3 separate regions of the Mus musculus genome follow, and regions 1 and 3 are each linked to region 2. Evidence: chromatin contacts called from public HiChIP or PLAC-seq and promoter capture Hi-C data. All regions are on one chromosome and are shown on one strand. The core of a region is the stretch at or near the end of the contact, and the rest is flanking DNA. Distances in the headings are between cores, read along the strand shown.

The links. Promoter capture Hi-C pulls out the DNA fragments that hold promoters and counts their contacts. HiChIP or PLAC-seq counts read pairs in DNA pulled down with a chosen protein or histone mark.
Region 1: a contact with region 2 is called in an H3K27ac HiChIP or PLAC-seq map of extraembryonic endoderm stem cells, with 9 times the contacts expected there. The contact joins the promoter of Zfr here to the promoter of Pdzd2 in region 2. A contact is called at or near these places in 2 of 39 promoter capture datasets (hematopoietic stem and progenitor cells and hippocampal neurons), 3 of 484 Hi-C or Micro-C datasets (embryonic stem cells and uterus) and 1 of 115 datasets of contacts at active chromatin or transcription factors (extraembryonic endoderm stem cells).
Region 3: a contact with region 2 is called in a promoter capture Hi-C map of hippocampal neurons, with 4 times the contacts expected there. The contact joins the enhancer-like site here to the promoter of Pdzd2 in region 2. A contact is called at or near these places in 5 of 39 promoter capture datasets (the 3T3-L1 cell line, embryonic stem cells, hippocampal neurons and 1 more) and 1 of 484 Hi-C or Micro-C datasets (the N1E-115 cell line).

The regions. Positions count from the first base shown.
Region 1 is chr15:12,116,246-12,119,222 of GRCm38.p6, forward strand. It overlaps Zfr (zinc finger RNA binding protein), which reads left to right and starts at 1,606. Exons shown (of 20, transcript NM_011767.2): 1 at 1,606-1,702; 2 at 1,994-2,093. The coding sequence starts at 1,666.
Region 2 is chr15:12,738,642-12,741,586 of GRCm38.p6, forward strand. Pdzd2 (PDZ domain containing 2) reads right to left here and starts at 1,251. Exons shown (of 26, transcript NM_001081064.2): 1 at 976-1,251.
Region 3 is chr15:11,976,868-11,979,567 of GRCm38.p6, forward strand. No RefSeq gene overlaps it. Among named protein-coding and RNA genes, the nearest start is that of 1700047G03Rik, 11 kb to the left of the region's middle. Within about 2 kb of position 1,439, at least 4 of the 459 cell types and tissues checked have an H3K27ac peak or open chromatin away from gene starts, as enhancers often do. A contact at or near this core is called in hippocampal neurons, where this site is marked.

The sequences.
Region 1 (2,977 bases), core at 356-2,855, 620 kb before region 2:
AGGGGGCTGCTGGATGGCCACGAGGCAGGTGAGAGGTGAGGTGCAGCGCTTCCTAGGCCTTGGTGGAGGCAGGGTAAGAGCAAGACGACAGAAATCAGTCCAGGAGTGGCTGGGAGAGGGGATGGAAGGGGAGGGAGAGCCCAGCGGAAGCAGTATAGTGAGTGCCAGGTCTCCAGGTCAGCCAGCAAGACCCTAACTAAAGGAGAAAGAGAGAGAGAGAAGAGAGAGAGAGAGAGAGAGAGAGAGAGAGAGAGAGAGAACGATCGCTAGCTCAGGTCATCTCAGCTCCATCCCTAGCAGTAGAAAAGAAATGGGCGGGGGGGGGGGGGGTGGAGGTGGGGGAGGTGTGACTGAAAATGGCCTGAGACAATACAGAGATAACACTAAAGCATCTGTAATGAAGACACAGTTGCATGCAGTAAAGAACTATTTATAAAGTATTGATCCTGACCCAGGGAGACCTGGCACTCTTTTGAAGCTCAGGTAAGGAGTGAATAGGTGGGTAGTTTCTATTTTGAAACACTGTCTCCCTCTGTAGTGTAGGCAGGTCTAGAACTCTGGGAAATCCTCCTGTCTCAGCCTCTCCAATGATGGGATTTATAGGTGTATGCCCCTCTACCCAGGAAATCTAAGACTCTCACAAAGACATTTGAACTGGTCATCCCCGCACTCAGTTCTAGCCAGAGTGACTTCCTTGATACTCTATAGACTTCTCCACTGCCCTTCCTCCAGGTAGCTACCTGGGTGGTTTTCTTGCTTCTGTCAGGTCTCTATTCCAGGGCTTGCCCTAACCGCCCGAACTCCCCTTATCTTCATTGTCCTGTTTTTATTCCTAATACTCCAGTCCCACCCACCACATTTTCTATGTTTTTGGCTCTAGTGTGTCATAAGACTTCCCAGAACAAAAATTCCATGTGAACAGGGATTTTGTTTTGCTCCTACAACATGTCACGTTTCGTTTCTGGCATCTACAACGCCCAACACCTTGTTGGGGGCCGCCAACATGACCCTGAAAGGCTCCTTGTCTGTGAGGTGGGGCGGGGTCTTGGCAAAATGTGTGACCCCTGTGACAGGCAGGGTTCTGGGCAGATGCTTGGTGCAGCACTTCCTCTGCTCTTTTCCCCCCCATCGTTGTCTCCTCCCCTTTCCAAAGGCCAGTGACAAGCAACAGGAATTAGGCCAGCTCAAATGTTAATGGAAATTAAAGGAGAGAGGAGGGCTGAAAGAGAGAACAAACGCAGCCGCAAAAGTAAAGGAAACCGGTGAAAAAGTAAGGCGGCGAAAAGGCCAACAGACGTCACGCTATCTGGTCACGCTGCCCGACTCCCCCGCGGCCGAGCGAGGCGCTCTTCCTCCGCCTTGTAGCCTCCCTGCAGCGGGTGCGAGTCACCATCGCTTAGGATAAGGCCGGGCCCGTAGTCCCACGAGAGAACCCCACATCCGCACCCCAGAAATCCGCTCCTCGGGGGGCCCTGCGCCAGCCCCCGGGTGGGGGGTGGGGGGGTTGGCGCGGGGCGTAAGGACTACATCTCCCAGGATGCATCGCACTAGCGCGCTTGCGCGGTGCGGCCGGCGGCGGCGGTCTGTTCTCCGCTGAGGAGGAGTGGGGCAGAGGAGGGAGGCAGCGGGTGAGAGTTCAGAGTTCAGCAGCAGCAGCCCGAGCCCATGATTCCCATATGCCCTGTAGTTTCTTTCACCTATGGTGAGTCTAAATGTGGCCCGTGGAGGCCTCTGCCATGCCCTGCCCCGGCCCTGGGCGGCGGGTAGGCGCGGGGGTTGGGGCCAGCTCCGGGGAGGAGGCGGCGGCCGCCACCCGGGCGTGCGAGTGAGTGAGGGAGTGCGGGGAGGGAGGCGGACGGCGGCGCGGCCGCGGTCCCCGCCGGCCAGGGCGGCTTCTCACGGCCCCTTTTCTCTCCCTTGCCATCCCTCGGCACCCCGACCCCTTGACGGCTGCCCTCCCGCCATGGGACCTGACTCTCCGTGCCCGCCGCAGTGCCCAGCCGGCTGGGGGAAGATGCCAAAATGGCGACCGGCAACTACTTTGGATTCACCCACAGCGGGGCGGCGGCGGCGGCGGCTGCGGCCCAGTATAGGTAACGGCTCCCCGCCTTCTCCCTTTTTCCTCTTCCCTCCGCGCCCCGCGGTCCGGCTCCCGCCGACGCTCCGGCCCCGCGGCCGCATCCGCCCCCGCCCCCGCCGCACCGCCCCGAGAGCCCGGGTCCCCGCGGCAGGCGCGGCCGGGAGCCCCCCGCACCCTCCCCACACCCGCCCTTCCCTGCCGTGTCGCACTCGGCCTCCGGCTCCGGCGGACAGCGGCCCCCGGAGGGGCCGAGACGGGGGAGGGATGACTGCGGAGGGGTTGGGGACGTGGAGGGCCTTGGACGGCCCCGGAGGTAAAATGGCCTCCCGCGGCCTTGGAGCGGAGCCGAGCCGCCCGCTGCGGCCCCTCGGCTTCCCGGGTCCCCGCCTCCACCCTGTCACCCCCCCACCTCTTATCTTCCCTTTGGCTCGGGGAATGGAGAGAGAGTGAGCCGAGGGGCCTCGCGCGGAGTGCGGAGTCAGCGGCCTCTACCGCGACGCCCCCGGAGCCCAGATCACACAGCAGGTCTTTGTCGGTACCTTCCCTTGGCCCTGGGTCCCCGACGCCACCAACCACCCCCCTGCCCCCAGCCCCTCAGATTAACTGCCACTTTGCCAGCGTCATCGCCTCCATCTCATTCCCTTTGGGTTTTCTTGCTCGCGGAGATGTTAATATGCCAACCACCTGTGAATCGTTTAGCTGTTAGACCGAAAAAGATGTGCGAAGTTCCTAGGGTAGATGATGCGTGTGTAGCCTTTGGAGCCATTGAGGACGGCTCCAAGTGGACCGGTGGTTCTCCTTTGAGGTCTTCCCCCCTGCCCCTCGCCCCGCCCGGGGAAAAAGAAAATGCCAGTGACTGTATACCGAGTAGTTGTGGTGCCTGGGATGAATCCTCTA
Region 2 (2,945 bases), core at 1-2,500:
CCCAAGCCTGGAGCAGAGATGAATGTGGGAGGTTCCTCCCCCCCCCCCCCCCCAAGAGAAGTGCTGTGAAGATTCAGGGGTGTGTCTGCAAGAGAAACTCACTTTCTTTGGTCACTCCACAACCACTTAACCTTCAGGAGCTTCATTGTGACTTGTCAAGCAAAACCCATGGAAGAGGCAAGCCCCAGCTCAGGCCTCCACAATGCCCAAATCTCCAGTATATGCCTGGACTCTGGAATGCCCCAGTGTCCGACTTTCCAGTGTTTGCCACCAGCACATGCCAGACCTGGTGTGACTCCAGGGTCCCTTATCAAGAGCTATGCAGAGAGCAGGGCTGCTGAAGGGCCGCTGGTAAACTTCTGTCCAGGGTCCTAGATGCTCCCCCCACCACAATTCAGTCTTGTGCTTCATTGGGAAAGGCGGGCAGGTGGTTTTTTTTTTGGGGGGGGGGACTTCAGGAAGAAATACTTTCCTACTGGAACATCCCTTATCTCCCTGGCAGATGACATTAAACCCCCAAAGATGCCCTTGCTCTTCATGCGGACTCTTTCTCGCGCCACTTAGTGGGCAGGGGGGTTAGCGAGAGATGAAGCGCGGGAGGATGGTCCTTAAAACAGTAACTGGCTAAGGTAGAGAGACAAACCAACACACTGGGATAAGGATTCTTGGCCCGATTTAGGCGTCCCAGGCAAGGCGCCTCCGGTTATCCCGCTGTCTCCATCTCGCTCCGCCCAACCTCTCTCCTCCACTGTGCCCCTCTTACCTCCCACTAGAAGGAAGAGGAGTTTGCGCCACCTAACGCGGGGACCCACTTGGGTGCCCTCACTCGCCTCTTTGCTTGAACTGGGATCCCCACACCCGATTGTCACTGAACTTTCTCCAGCGCACACCGTCTTGGGGTTATCGAGCTCAGCTACCCCGCTAGCCCACCCGAAGCCCCACCCCCGTCGCGGCTGCGGCGCCAGGTCTCTTCACCTGTTCGCGGATCGGCGGAGGCTCGAGCCGCTCCTGGAGCGTCCAGACTCAGGCGCCGCCCGGCGGTGCCGGCGCAGCTACCGCCGCCCCTGCCACCACCACCACCGGTGCTGTTGCCGCGCCTGCCGGGAGAAGCCGCGCCGCAGGGGTTTGCTGGTTGCCGCCGGAGGCGCGATCCCGAGCGTCTTGCGATCGGTGGGGCGCTTGGAGGGCGCCCGCCGCAGCCGCCCCGCCGCGTCCCACTGCCCGCCGCTAGTACGCACTGGCGCTGGGAGTGAGCTTCTCGCTGCGCAGCGCAGGGATGCTCCGAGCCTCCAGAATGGGCGGGGATTCCTTCCCTCTGCTGGATCCGAGGGGCGGGAACTACCTTCCCGGAGTGACAGGCCCAGGGGGCGGGGATTCCCCTGCAGGAATGACAAGGTGGGCGGGGATTCCCCCGAGCAAGCCCCTGAGCGGGGAGGACCGCTCTCCCAGGGAAACAGCAGTCCTAGTGCGCCGGCTTCCTGGGGATCCTGGGAGGAACCGATCCAGGGAGACTGCGGCTCAGAAACGCCATGTAGGCAGGGCTTGGGGCGCCATCTAGGTGGAAGAACTAGAGCTAGGAGGTTTAATTTCCTTTTGCATAGCACTTAACATAGCACATAGCGGAGAAAAATGTCAATTGCCTTATCAGAGATTGGGTGGGGAGGCCCAGGGAGACCGGAGAAAAGCCAACCATCCATCCACTGGCCTCTGGTCCTTAGGATACTTAATATAGTCTTGGTATGAGCATTCCTCGGGAGAGAGAACCTCTTTGCGTCTTAAGAACCTCAGAGCTGTTAATCCTTCAATTAAGCCGCTAGAGGAAATTCCATGGGCCCCAGGATGGAGGATTTGGACGTTGTGAACCTCCTTCTGAGTGAACCTCAAGAGCTAAGGCCAACTGCCCTTCGTTTTATTCCAGGTCACTGGGAAAACGGGAGCCTCTAGCTTTTTGGATGCTTCATCCCACAGATTTTCAGGAAGTCTTCAAATATTTTTGGTTCCCTTTTTTTTTTTTTTTTTTTTTTTGTCATCCTTGTCATTCTGCCTACCACAGGGAGAGGACGATAAGAACATAATAGGGAGACCGCACGGCTCTGCAAATTAAGCTCTCTTGAGAGGAAAAAGCTGGTCTTTTTCAAGTGCTGGCAGATAAGGGTAAAAACATAGGAAAAATTACAAACCTCGGGATCATGAGTTGGTGAATAATGCTTTTGACATTTTCTGCAGAACAGTAATTGGAAATCTTTTGCTTTGAGGGAGGTGAGGATACGTTGGAGCATGGCTAGGCTCTAGATTTGCCCAGCAAAGCATTAAGAGCTGCTCTCTTGGAAGAGCAGCTACGTCACCTGCAGCCCTCATGGAGTGTCCCTCAGCACCAGAGACCAGAGTAGACCCAAGGCGTTTCTAGATAGTATTTTCAGCAAGTGTTGGGGTTCTTGGATTCAGCTTTTCCTTGGCGTTTATAATTCCCAATCCACAGAGATCAATGTCTATACAAATCCAGGCCTGGGTATTATAAACGGCAGTCTTCACCGCCTGAAAGCTTCTCCTCCTGTCTATAGAGAAAACCCTTACCATGCAGAACGGAGCAGTGGATTGTTCTGTGTAGCGCTTAGGAGGTGTTCAATGAAATAGGCACCATTGCCTAGAAAGGTGTTATTAGGATGCCACTAAAAATCCTCCCACAATTATGCAGTGCTATCTGTTTGTTCAGCGATCCCAGGCTCAGCTGCCACCACCCCCTCCCAATCTCAGGAGCCATGAAGAGGCCACCTGTGTCTTTTAAGCCTCTGTACTCCCCACCTGGCACAGCGCTGCTATGCATCCAGCTCGCAACTGAATATGCAAATGGTCACCACTCCAAAGGTTCTCATTGCTCCCTCTCACTCAGCCGGTTCCAGTCCTTCCAGCCCGCTCTGTGCTCCAACAAGAAGAGTGTTTCTTTT
Region 3 (2,700 bases), core at 189-2,688, 760 kb before region 2:
TACACAAGGACATAAGTAAATAGGGGCTCAAGGTTTAGAGTTAAAAGATGGGAGTTCAAATCCCACCCCTGCCACTTTTGCTATTTGGACCACATCAGCGATTCTCTGGAGACCTCGACTTCTTCCTGTACAAAATGTTGTCTGGTTTTTTTGTTTTGTTTTTTCGTTTCTCAGAGAATGAAAATCGGGTGGAGAAATAAATGCCCCACAGCTGCTACCCATGGTTCTCTAGCCCTGTTCTCAATAAATGTGGACTCCTAACCCACATCTGTGTATATAACAGGCTCCCCACAGGGCAGCTCACAGTAAGGGATAGTTCTACAAAGTTAGCAGGCAAACCTGTCTAGTTCAACTTTTCAACACTTAGAGGAAGGAATCCTAAGCAATCTTAAGCTGTGCCCTCCCACACATCCCTGATTACTGCTACAGTTTTAAAAAGACAGGGGGGAAAAGCTGTGGACCAGGCATGGTGATGCATGCTTTTAATCCTGGCATTCTGGAGGCAGAAATGGGTGGATGTCTGTTAATTCCATCTGGTGTATGTAGTGAGTTCTGGGCCAGCGAGGGCTACACAGTGAGACCCTGACCCAAAAAAGTAAGCACATAAATATAAGTTAGCAAACCCAGTCTTGGATGCAATTCGGATTCATCTCTAATGTGTACACCATCAACCTTTCTGAGATGCTTTTCGGATGAAAGCGGCTTCTATTTCAGGGACCACCATGAGGACTCAATTGTGCTGAATTATCAAGAGTTTCTAAGAGCCTCCTCTGCCTAATAACTAATGGCTGTAGAATGAGCAAGAAGCCATTTCTCATCTTCAAAAGCAGCAGAGTTCCCAGGTTACATGAATGTGGGTATGGATGCCTAGATAACAAAAATCCTGTTACTAACGTCTCTGAAGAAAGCCTTGGGACTTCTGAGAGTATTTTTAGTGGATTCATATTCAAACTTGAACCCCAGAAGACACTTTCAAACCTGAGGCATAAAAACGTGCTGATGGTCTAGGGTGGCATTTCAAAAGTCACGCCAGGACAACCCACAAGGAGAGGAACGTGAAACCAGCCGACTCAACCTAAGTGTTTGATAAAAGAAGGCAGGTAAACTCTTTCTCCTCTCGGATGCCCACCCATGCCCTGCACGCCTCTACAGCCTACACGGGCCACCTAATTGACAACCTACTTTTCCAACTACAGACTTTCTCCCGCATTTGACAGCTTCCACTTTCCCCCCACGAGTCGTCAGCTCCAGTGAACCTCACTTAGGAAATCTCAGAAATGACAGTTGTGAAAATCGAGAAAAAAGAATTCCCAGAATAAATCAAAAGGCATAATTAAATGATCCCCAATCCTAGATTGAAAGCTTTCCCTAGAAGACATTGGGAACATGACTGTCTTGAACGGGTGTCTGAGGGAGGGAGTATTTAAGTGTTCTCTTACCATTCTTATACCAATGTGCATTTTTAGAAAATAAAGCTGTTGTGTTTTGGACATGAAATTTCTCCCATAGGCTCGTGTGTTTGAACATTTGGTCCCCAGCTGGTGTCACTCTTTGGGGAGGTTATGTAACCTTTTGGAGGTAGCTCCTTGCTGGAATCTGTCACAGGAGAAGGCTTTAAGGTTTGGCTTTCACTTTTAGTATATATATTTCATACCTGCACATAACATTTATCATAGCCATCCCACCCCCAACTCCTCCCAAATCTACCCCCATCCTAACTTCATTTCTTTTATAACCTACCTAGTCCAGTTTGTGCTGACAGGATTATTTAGAGGAGTCAAGCCGGTGGAAAGGGGTGTTATACATGGGTGTCCTATCTACGACTGAGCGCTCCCTAGATAATGTCTGTATTGGTCAGATATGAGTTTCTGCATTAACCAGTGTCTACTGCACAGAGAGACTTCTCCCATGAAGACAGAGCTGCAAATTTAAAGGACACGTTGCTACTATGACCCTTTAGCAGAACAGCAGTAGTACATCCACTATGGTTCGCAGCAGTGGGGACTTGGAACCTCTTAGCCATTAGTTCTTGGCCAGATTAACATTTCCTCCTAGGCACTGGGCCTTAACTCCAACCAGAAAGTCATGACTCCTTTAACATGTCACTGCTGCACCCATGGTGACTCCTGTAACATGTAACTGCTGCACCCATAGCCATTATCTTGGCACAATGGTCACTACTGTAGCTCCCAGAATTCACAGTTCAAGTAAAACTGTTGACTCACGCCCCCTACCCCCTACAGCCTACATTGCACCTTCTGGTACTATGAAAGCTGGCCAGAGATTTCCCCACGTCCTGCTACCAAATATGATGTCTTCAGCAGCGGGGTCTTACCAGGTTCTGATGGGCAAACATGAGCAACAGCCTTTTTTTTTTTTTTTTTTTTTTTGTGGTGGTGGGTGGGAGGGTCACCTGACCAACAACTCAAGGAGAGGCATCCCATACTAGGCAACCTACGTAGGGTAGCTCCAGCTAAACTCTTGTATATATAGATGTATTTGTAAATTTAGAAAGCATGATTTCCAAATGGCTTTCTCAAACATCCTTAGTGCTATCCCTCCCACAACTCCCTCAACTGCCCCCAATGTCCCCACTGAGTGCCGTCCTCTTAGTGTGGCCCACTTGCTGTCCTTGCTCTGCTTCTTGACCTTCGATGCACTGTGACCAGCCAGATTGCTACTCCTGTCCCTGTGCCTTCC